3 separate regions of the Mus musculus genome follow, and regions 1 and 3 are each linked to region 2. A link is a contact called in public promoter capture Hi-C data. All regions are on one chromosome and are shown on one strand. The core of a region is the stretch at or near the end of the contact, and the rest is flanking DNA. Distances in the headings are between cores, read along the strand shown.

Region 1 (2,700 bases), core at 45-2,544, 2.8 Mb after region 2:
TTTCACTGCAATAGAAAACACCAGAGTCTGTTGTTTTTAAAGCATCTAGAAAGGCTTCATGCAGTGTGTGGTTCGGCATTGCAATATCAAAACACCACGGCCTGATCTGTCATCTGTCAGGTCAGAGGCCAAAGCTCTTCCTTCATCTTTCAGGATTCTGCTGACTACCTCGGACTTCCACAGCGGCAGAAAACACCCCACAAAGATACAAACTTCGTGGCGCTACTCCCGGTACCGGGACAGCCAGGACCACATCCAGGACGGCCAGCCCCACAGGCAGAGCGCGGCCCGGCGCGGCGCACGCGACTCGAGTCGGACACCCGGGGCCCAGAGCAGCCCGCGGCCCGAGCCCCGGAACCAGGACCATTAACGGAACCAGCCCTGGGCGGCGGCGGCCGCCGCTCGGACTGCGGATCCCGGCGCGCGCCGGCCGCCGCGAGGGCGGGGGCTCCGCGGAGGAGCTGGCCGCCCCAGCGCCCCATTGGGCGCCGCTCCAAACGTGCCCGAGTGGTGACAGGAATAAAGTGGGTCACAAGGCCTAGCGGGTCCCGGGCGCGAGCGCTCTCGGCGGCCGACTCGGCCTGCCCCGCGCTAACCCCGCGCCCAGTCTCAAGCGCGACGCGGCCCCGGAACCCCCGGGGCCCGCGGGACCCACCGCGCCCCCCTGCCCTGCAGGTAACCCCCAGCGGCCCCGGGACACTTGGCGCAGGCCCGGCTGAGCGCGACTCTCCAGAGCTCCGCGCTCTCCGCGTCCCCGGACCCCGGCCGCAGCTCCTGCCTCCCGGCCTGGCCCGCACCCCCTTGGCGCCCCGCGCCCTGTTCCCTGCCCCGGTCCCACACACTGCCCCCCGCGCCCTCCCGCGTCCTCACCGTGCCTGAGGCTCCGGCTTCCTCCCTCCCCCGCCCGGGACTCTGCCCGCGGCGGCTCGCGACAGCCGAGCGGCGACAGCCGGGACACGCCACGGCTCCGGGAGCCGGCAGCACCAGGGGCGGCGAGTGCGCGCCCCCGACCCACCCCTCAAAATTCACCGCTACCGCCGCGCTCCTCCCCCTCCCGGCCTTCCCCTCCTCCACGGAACCCGGGAGCACGCATGCGCCACCCAGGCCAGCCGCCCGCCGCGCGCCGGGCCGAGGCCCACCCGGTGGGGCGCACTCACCGGGAGCGCGTGCGCGGCGGCGGCCAGATTTCCTTCGCGCTCTCGCCGTCCGGGGTTTCCTCTCTCCAGCCGGTAGCCGCCAGCCGAGTCCGTGATTGCGCTGCCTCCCGGCGCATGCGTCGTGGGCGCGGGGCTCCGCGGCCGGCCAGGCTCTGCACTCGCCCCTCCCCTCGCGGCCGCCTTCCCTCAGCGCGCCGGGCGCGCATGCGACTTTCCCCGTTAGGCAGCCCCGAAGCCGCGCCTGGGGATCCCGGGCACCCGAGGAAATCCCACTCTTGCAGGCCGGCGTGAGCTCGTTCCACGGCCGCCGAGGGAAGCCGGGATGCCCCGAGGCCCCCTTCCCTTCGCAGGCCGGGAGGCGGGGCCTAGCGGAGGGTGCGGCCGCCCGCAGCGCCCTGGGCGGCTCGCGGTTCCCCGGGATGCGGCGCTCCCAACCAGTGGGAGCCGCCGCCTGGAATGGTGCCTCTGTCCCCGGGAAAGCAGAGAGCTTGGCCTACGCCAAGTTAGACTTCTCCAGCCCAGTGCTCGGTTTCCTCTCCTGGAGGTTCGTGGGATGCCTGGGACTCGGTTTCCCGGCTCCTAGAGACACGCTAGGCTGGCTGCTCCCCGAGATGGACCTGGACGACCCAAGTGACCTCGGCTGTAGCCAGGGAAGCAAAAGGTCGGGATGTGTTTGCTCCTTTTATGAAAAGGCAGGAGGCACTGCAAAAGATGAGCATGGCGCTACGGATGAACCAGGACCCTAGTTTACACTGGTTTCTTAGCTACTGCACCCGAATTACTGGGAAAGAAGCTAATTCATAGCAATTTCTTTTAAAAATCAACTCGTACAGCAAACAGAAGGCAATAAATAAACCTATACTCTTTAGCTCCAAAAATCCTGTCTACAAGGTAATGTTTGTCTCAATAAGAATTAAGTTCTTGGTGTATATTCAGGAAAGAAAAAAAAAAAAAACCAACTTCAAAACTAGGAATTAGCTGCGATCCCCCCCCCCCCCCCCCAGCAATGTGAACTAGGAGGAGAATCCTCAAATTCCTGGCTACGTAGCCAGAACCCTGCCAGGAGAATCTTTCCTTGGCAGTCTTTGTACCGTTTCGCCATCGAAAGGCACAGTTTCTGCTGTCCTAATCCATCTGCTGCTCGCTTAGGTTCACGTCCTTTGAACCCACCCATTCTCCACTCTGTCCTTGTGGTCCAGGCAGGACACTGTGGAGGAGGAAACCTTGGGTTCTCTGTCTCAGGCTGGCAATTACTGCCAAGAAGATTGTTTCCCAGTGAACCTGATACTGAAAGAAAATAATCTTTTCTTGTGTGACTAATGAAAGAGCAGGCACCACGAAGGGAAAAACCAGAAAACAGATTAAAACATGGTGATATAGCCTAGATGCATGAGCGCTGAAATCGATGTGGGCTAGATTCCTTTGGAAAGTTCAGTTAAAGTAATCAATAAACTCGTGAATGTGTTTGTTTTATTGCTTAAAACCAATAAGAGCTTTTCTGCCATCTACAAGTTAGTGTCTTGATCACTGGTAGTAAAAAAGG
Region 2 (2,700 bases), core at 60-2,559:
CTATGAAGAGTTCTTGTCTTCAGATGCAATTCTGATATTTTGCAATTTGATGAAGTGAATCATATGCATTTGAATGACAAATATGAAAGATTGCGTTATTGGGATTCAATTTAATTACAGAGAAATAGAGGGCGATGAGATGGAACATATCACAGTAACAAACACAGTGATGTAGATAACAAGGACTGTAAGCTGTTTTGCGCTTGTAACATTTGTCCGGATTTCAGAACTCTACAACTCAAGAGCCTGGGCTGTAGAATTCAGAATCCTAACGCAGGACCCCTTTGTTATCTTTGGTCATATCATCCAGTGCGTGTGGCGGAATCTACAGGCTGTCCAGGCTGTGGTTGGGGCAAGCGAGGTTTGGACATGGAGTGTGTGTTTGCGGTGGGGGCGGGGCGCCCACCCTCGCACATCTCAGCGTTATTGCATTACCTGTGATTGTGGAGAACTGGTTTTCAAGTACTGAAAAACTCCAAGAAACAACAAAAGCAGTATTTAGGACACTTAACAATCACAACCCCATTAACGCTTCCCTCTGCTAAACAGCGGTTTGGCCAGGTTCGACTTATGTTTCTTAGACTTTTATAGTCAGGGGACCTGGCTTATCTTGGTGTCAGGCTGACCCCAGAGCCTAATGTGGCACTAGGTTTTTCTCTCGCTGTCTGGGGACCGCAGAGGTGTCTGACGTTCAATGCCTGAAGCATTCGAAACCTTTGGCGCAAGTAACGCATGACTCTGAATAATTGACTCTGAAAAAGAGGCGCATTTCCAAAGTTGAGGACAGAAAGGTTGTGGCATAAAGGGGAGGAAAGCGGAGATATTTTTCTTCTTCTAATTTTCCGCAATGGGAAACGATTGAGGAGAACCGGCGGGACCCGGGCGCGGGCAGTAGCGGGATCTGGCCGATGGCCTCCCAGGGAACACCAGTCCCTGTGGGCTGGAGCTTGGCTCTAGGTCCCTCAGGCTGCTTTGTTTCGGATGCTTAACCCAGGTTCTCGGCTGGGCTCTCGGTTGGTCTCCCGCTCCAGGATCCGCCCGCCACAGGGCGGGGCTTCAGGGTCAAGGTGGACCAATTCCCCAGTCTCGCCCCTCCACGCGCTTTCGGACCCCTGAATGACTGACAGCCGTTGGGTCCAACCTGCGGCTCCGAACAGTGGCCTCCACCAGGGGCGGTCGGAGGCGAGACGCCGGGGCCAATCACGTTGCAGTCTAGGGGGCGGGGCCTCCTTGCCAGCTGCAGGCGGCGCAACCAGCACTTCTTCGGTCAAATGAGAGCCGAAGAGGGGCGGTCCCCCGGCTGGGGTCTAGCCAATGAGAAGGGCGGGATGGGCGGGCCGGAGAAGAAGCCGGCGGTCCTCTGTTGCGAGCTAAGGTTTGGGGAGTCGGTAGGGGGACCGCGAGTGGAGCGCGGGAGCCCGGGCGGCAGGCGGGTGTGAGCTGCCCGAAAATGCACTCGGATGCTGCAGCTGTCAGTGAGTAGCACAGAGCCAGCGGGCCCGCACACCGCGTCCGCTCCTGCGCTCCCTTCTCCACTTCTCCGGTTCCGATCGCGCTGGAGTCCCTGGCCCGGGAGCGGGTTGAACCCCTCCTGGAGTCCGAGGGCCGTGACGCTGCGGGCGGCTGGGGCGGGGGCAGGGGCGGCGGGGAGGGGGTGGGGACTGGCTGGCTTTCCGCGGTTGGGGGAGGGGGGACATTCTGGAAGGCCGGGGGCCGAGAGTCGGTGGTGCACGGAGGTGGAGACGGCGGCGGGCGCTGGCAGCTGGGGTCGGGGGTGGTACGAGCGGGCAGGGAGAGGGCCTGCGGTCCGAGTACAGGGTGAGGCTTGCGGGGCCCGAGCCGTACGGTCTACCGGGGAAGGCGGGGGAGTGCGAGGGGAGAGGGGGCGGGGACAATGGGAAGGAGGGCTGGGGGCGGGGGCGGGAACAATGGGTGGGGAGCTGGGGCAGCGGCCGGGCCGGTGAGGGGATGGGGGGTGATGTAACGGGGGCCATGGAGTGGGAGACGCCGCGGTGGGATGGGAGAGTTGTGGAGTCCGGTGTGCGGGACGGCGGTCGGGAGTGGGGAGAGGGCTTGGGGGGCAGGTGTTGGGACAGGCGGTCCCCGGAGGAGTGGATGGCGGATAGGACTGCTGTGCAGTTTGGGGGCTGGGACAGGGGTCGGGGAGGGTGTGCGGAGTGAGTTAGGAGGAAGAGTAGGTGGGGAGAAGCGGGGACTGGGAGGGCTGTCATCTTCGGGTACGGTGCTCTTGGGGCGGGGTGGGGAGCGTTGGACTGTCCATTGGGGGAGGCGCCTCCTCCCTGGAGAGGCCCGGTTCCAGCCTAGGAGGGGACCACCATTGAGCCTCGGGGTGCACTGAGGAGAGGGGGCGGGGCCGGGTACCCGGGAGGTGTCCCGAGGCTGGCAGTAGCCTCCGCGTTCGGCGAGCAACGGGGAGCGAGGTCAGCGCGGGCTGGGGTTACAGGACCGGGAGGCCGCTGTCTGCGAGCTGACTCGACCCGCAGGGGTCCTGGAAGCGGGGTGGAGGAATTGGCGTAAGAGGTTGTCGGGGTCCCCGGCGGTCCGTAGGTTTGGCAGTGTGTGACGCAGTTCTCTAATTTCTGGCCATCAGGTGTAGAGGCTGATGCGTCAAGACCTGTTACCTTGTACGGAGGGCCGCTTTGGAGGCATAGCAACGCGCGTGCGAGAAGCTACCTCCGC
Region 3 (2,700 bases), core at 175-2,674, 2.6 Mb after region 2:
AAGGGCCCGTGTTGTCAGGGGAGGCACGATAGCAGGAGGCTGGAGCAGGAACTCGAATGTCCTGGTTGCTTTTGTTAGTTTTGTCAACTTGACACAGGCCAGAGTTATATAACTGAGGAGAGGAAGCTTAACTATATTATTAATGATTATTGACATGGATGGGCCAGTCACACATACACACACACATACAATCTATAAATAAAAGTATTCTTTTTTTCCCCCACTCTGTAATCTTTTCTTTTTTTTTTTTAAGAGAGAAAATGGGAGTGTACCATAATTTGGCTAAACGCATCAAGGCAGATTTAGGGGTGTAGTCATTTTTCTGTTGAAAGCAAGGCTGTGATAAAGACTTGTATTATAGGGGTACACAATTGGATCCCATTTGCTTCCTCCTTTCTGAGTAGCCTGCATTACTCAAGGACCCGATAGCCTGAAATACCACTAAGCAGCTGTCAACAGGGAACCAGGCCTTCATCTAACACGTGATGGTGTTTTCCACTGATGCCTGAAAGACAGCATCTGAGCCAGATCCGTGGAGGGAGGTTTTTGGAGATTTGCTGTCTCATACCTTGCCTTCCCCCTCACCCCCACTGCCCCATGGACTCGAGCCAATGAGTGCATAAAGGTCTTCCAAATCTTTTCATTCCTAGCCATAAAGGCAGCAGACACAGCTAGTTAAACACTTTGTCCATGGAGCAGATGGGTGAAAAACGTAGGTCCATTGAGGGCATTACTCTGCTTTTCCACTCCAAAATCCAGAGTTTGCCGGAGCAGCTCCAGCCTACAGTTGACAAAGTGTAGAATTCCCTCACCGAGGTCTTTCCAGAGGTCATCCCTGAATTTACAGCGATCCCCATCTGGAGTATGCTAATGAATCTGGTGCTTCTGGTAGACCAGCGTGGTATTAAGATCCTTCGCATCTTGACTCCTGGGGGCCCCCTCTAGGGACCCAGCCAAGAATTCAGCCTGTACTTCAACCAAAATTTCTCTTCACACTTTTTCGCAGCAGTAATCCCGCAGTCAAAGTTTATAGAAACTTACACAGGCTGGTGAGAACCTGACCTCTAGAATAGGATCCCCGAAGCGCCACATGGTGGAAGGAGAGAACCAATTCCCCCCAAGCTGTCTTGGGCTCCCACCCACACCTCTTGGCATAGCTCCACTCCACTTAATAAATAGGTGTAACGTATCTCTACAAGACTTGGACTGTAGCACGTGGTCTCGCATGCTCCTGCAGAACTTCAAGTTGGAGTTGCATCTCGGAATTAGATTAGAGGCAGTACAAGTCTAAAGCGCAGCCTGCTCAAACCAGGTGAGCAGGAGCACAACCCAGCTCCTGAGCGCCTAGCCAGGGGCGGGGCCGCGCGTCCCGCCCAGGAGCCGCGTCACCGCCAAGCGCGCCGCCGAGGCGGGAGGGAGGGAGGGGGTGAGAGAAGGAGGGCGGCGCGGCGGCGCGCATCTGTAGCCGGCTCCCGGGCTATGGCTGGGTGGGCCGGGTTTGAGCTCTCGGCCCTGAACCCCCTGCGGACGCTGTGGCTGGCGCTGGCCGCCGCCTTCCTGTTCGCGCTGCTGCTGCAGCTGGCGCCCGCCAGGCTGCTGCCGAGCTGCGCGCTCTTCCAGGACCTGCTCCGCTACGGGAAGACCAAGCAGTCCGGCTCGCGGCGCCCCGCCGTCTGCAGGGCCTTCGATGTCCCCAAGAGGTAACGTCGGTGGCGGGGCGCGCCCGGCAGGGGGCAACAGAGGCGGCGCAGGCACGTGAGCCAGGGGCTGTCCCCGAGCCGTCCCCGGAAATGACAGAGCATCTCAAGTTGGCCCGGCCCCCAGGGAGCCGCCCTGACTTCTTTACCCCCAGTTTTCCGCTTCCCCTCCCCAGAACTTGAGGTCGTGGAAATTCATGGACTTGGAGGCAAGTTCTTCCTCGATTTCCGCAGTTCTCAGCCCGATCTGTCACAGTCAAGAAAGAAGTCCAGAGTGTGCTCCCCTGGGGCTGTGCAGACATCACTAACCTGCATCTCCACAGGTGCTCTGGCAAACTAGCCCAGTATGCCCTGCCCCAACCCATCCCGGAAGGCTCAGTAACCAAGTTGTGAAATACTAAAATCTTCCGGGGTACATATGGACTCCGCTGAGAATATGTGAGACCCGCCACATGGCTTTCCTTTCCTTTTCTTTCTTTCTTTCTTTTTTTTTTTTTTTTAACTCCACGATGAATTCAGTATGTAGATGGAGAAGTCATCTTAACACAGTATTCTAGATAATAAAGCTGTGTCATTTTTTTTTATGAAATTCATCACGCATTTGCATTTAGAATTGAATTGGAAGGAATGTGATGGGTTCTGACGGATTCATCTAGATTGCTTTAGAAATCTGTAGCCGTTGCCCACCTCTGCAGATGGCGGTGGGGCTATCAACTGGCCCCAGCTATGTCCTGACTGTTGGAGGGGGTCTTTCAGGGGGTTAGTGTGAGAGCAGAGTACCATGTCATTGTGAAGAATGAATGGTAAAGAGATTAAGACCCGGAAGAACTCTTCCTTAGAGGCCCAATTTTAAGACCATCCTACCGTCCTCTTATCCTCGGGTTTGATTGGCCTATATCCCTTATGCTATATAGCAATTTATTTTCTGACTTTTGAGAGAGGTTCTAGTGTCCCCAGAGTTCAAAGCACACTTAAAAATCACTTATACTCAGTCTCTCTGGAT

What was found. Promoter capture Hi-C pulls out the DNA fragments that hold promoters and counts their contacts.
Region 1: a contact with region 2 is called in a promoter capture Hi-C map of liver, with 3 times the contacts expected there. The contact joins the promoter of Clock here to the promoter of Dcun1d4 in region 2. A contact is called at or near these places in 2 of 39 promoter capture datasets (both in liver).
Region 3: a contact with region 2 is called in a promoter capture Hi-C map of liver, with 2.9 times the contacts expected there. The contact joins the promoter of Srd5a3 here to the promoter of Dcun1d4 in region 2. A contact is called at or near these places in 3 of 39 promoter capture datasets (the 3T3-L1 cell line, hippocampal neurons and liver).

What each region holds. Positions count from the first base shown.
Region 1 is chr5:76,303,498-76,306,197 of GRCm38.p6, forward strand. Clock (circadian locomotor output cycles kaput) reads right to left here and starts at 1,295. Exons shown (of 23, transcript NM_001289826.1): 1 at 1,158-1,295; 2 at 1-5. It overlaps Gm7467 (predicted gene 7467), which reads left to right and starts at 1,379. Exons shown (of 1, transcript NR_152171.1): 1 at 1,379-2,030.
Region 2 is chr5:73,489,717-73,492,416 of GRCm38.p6, forward strand. Dcun1d4 (DCN1, defective in cullin neddylation 1, domain containing 4 (S. cerevisiae)) reads left to right here and starts at 1,310. Exons shown (of 11, transcript NM_178896.5): 1 at 1,310-1,475. The coding sequence starts at 1,451.
Region 3 is chr5:76,138,849-76,141,548 of GRCm38.p6, forward strand. Srd5a3 (steroid 5 alpha-reductase 3) reads left to right here and starts at 1,425. Exons shown (of 6, transcript NM_020611.4): 1 at 1,425-1,700. The coding sequence starts at 1,480.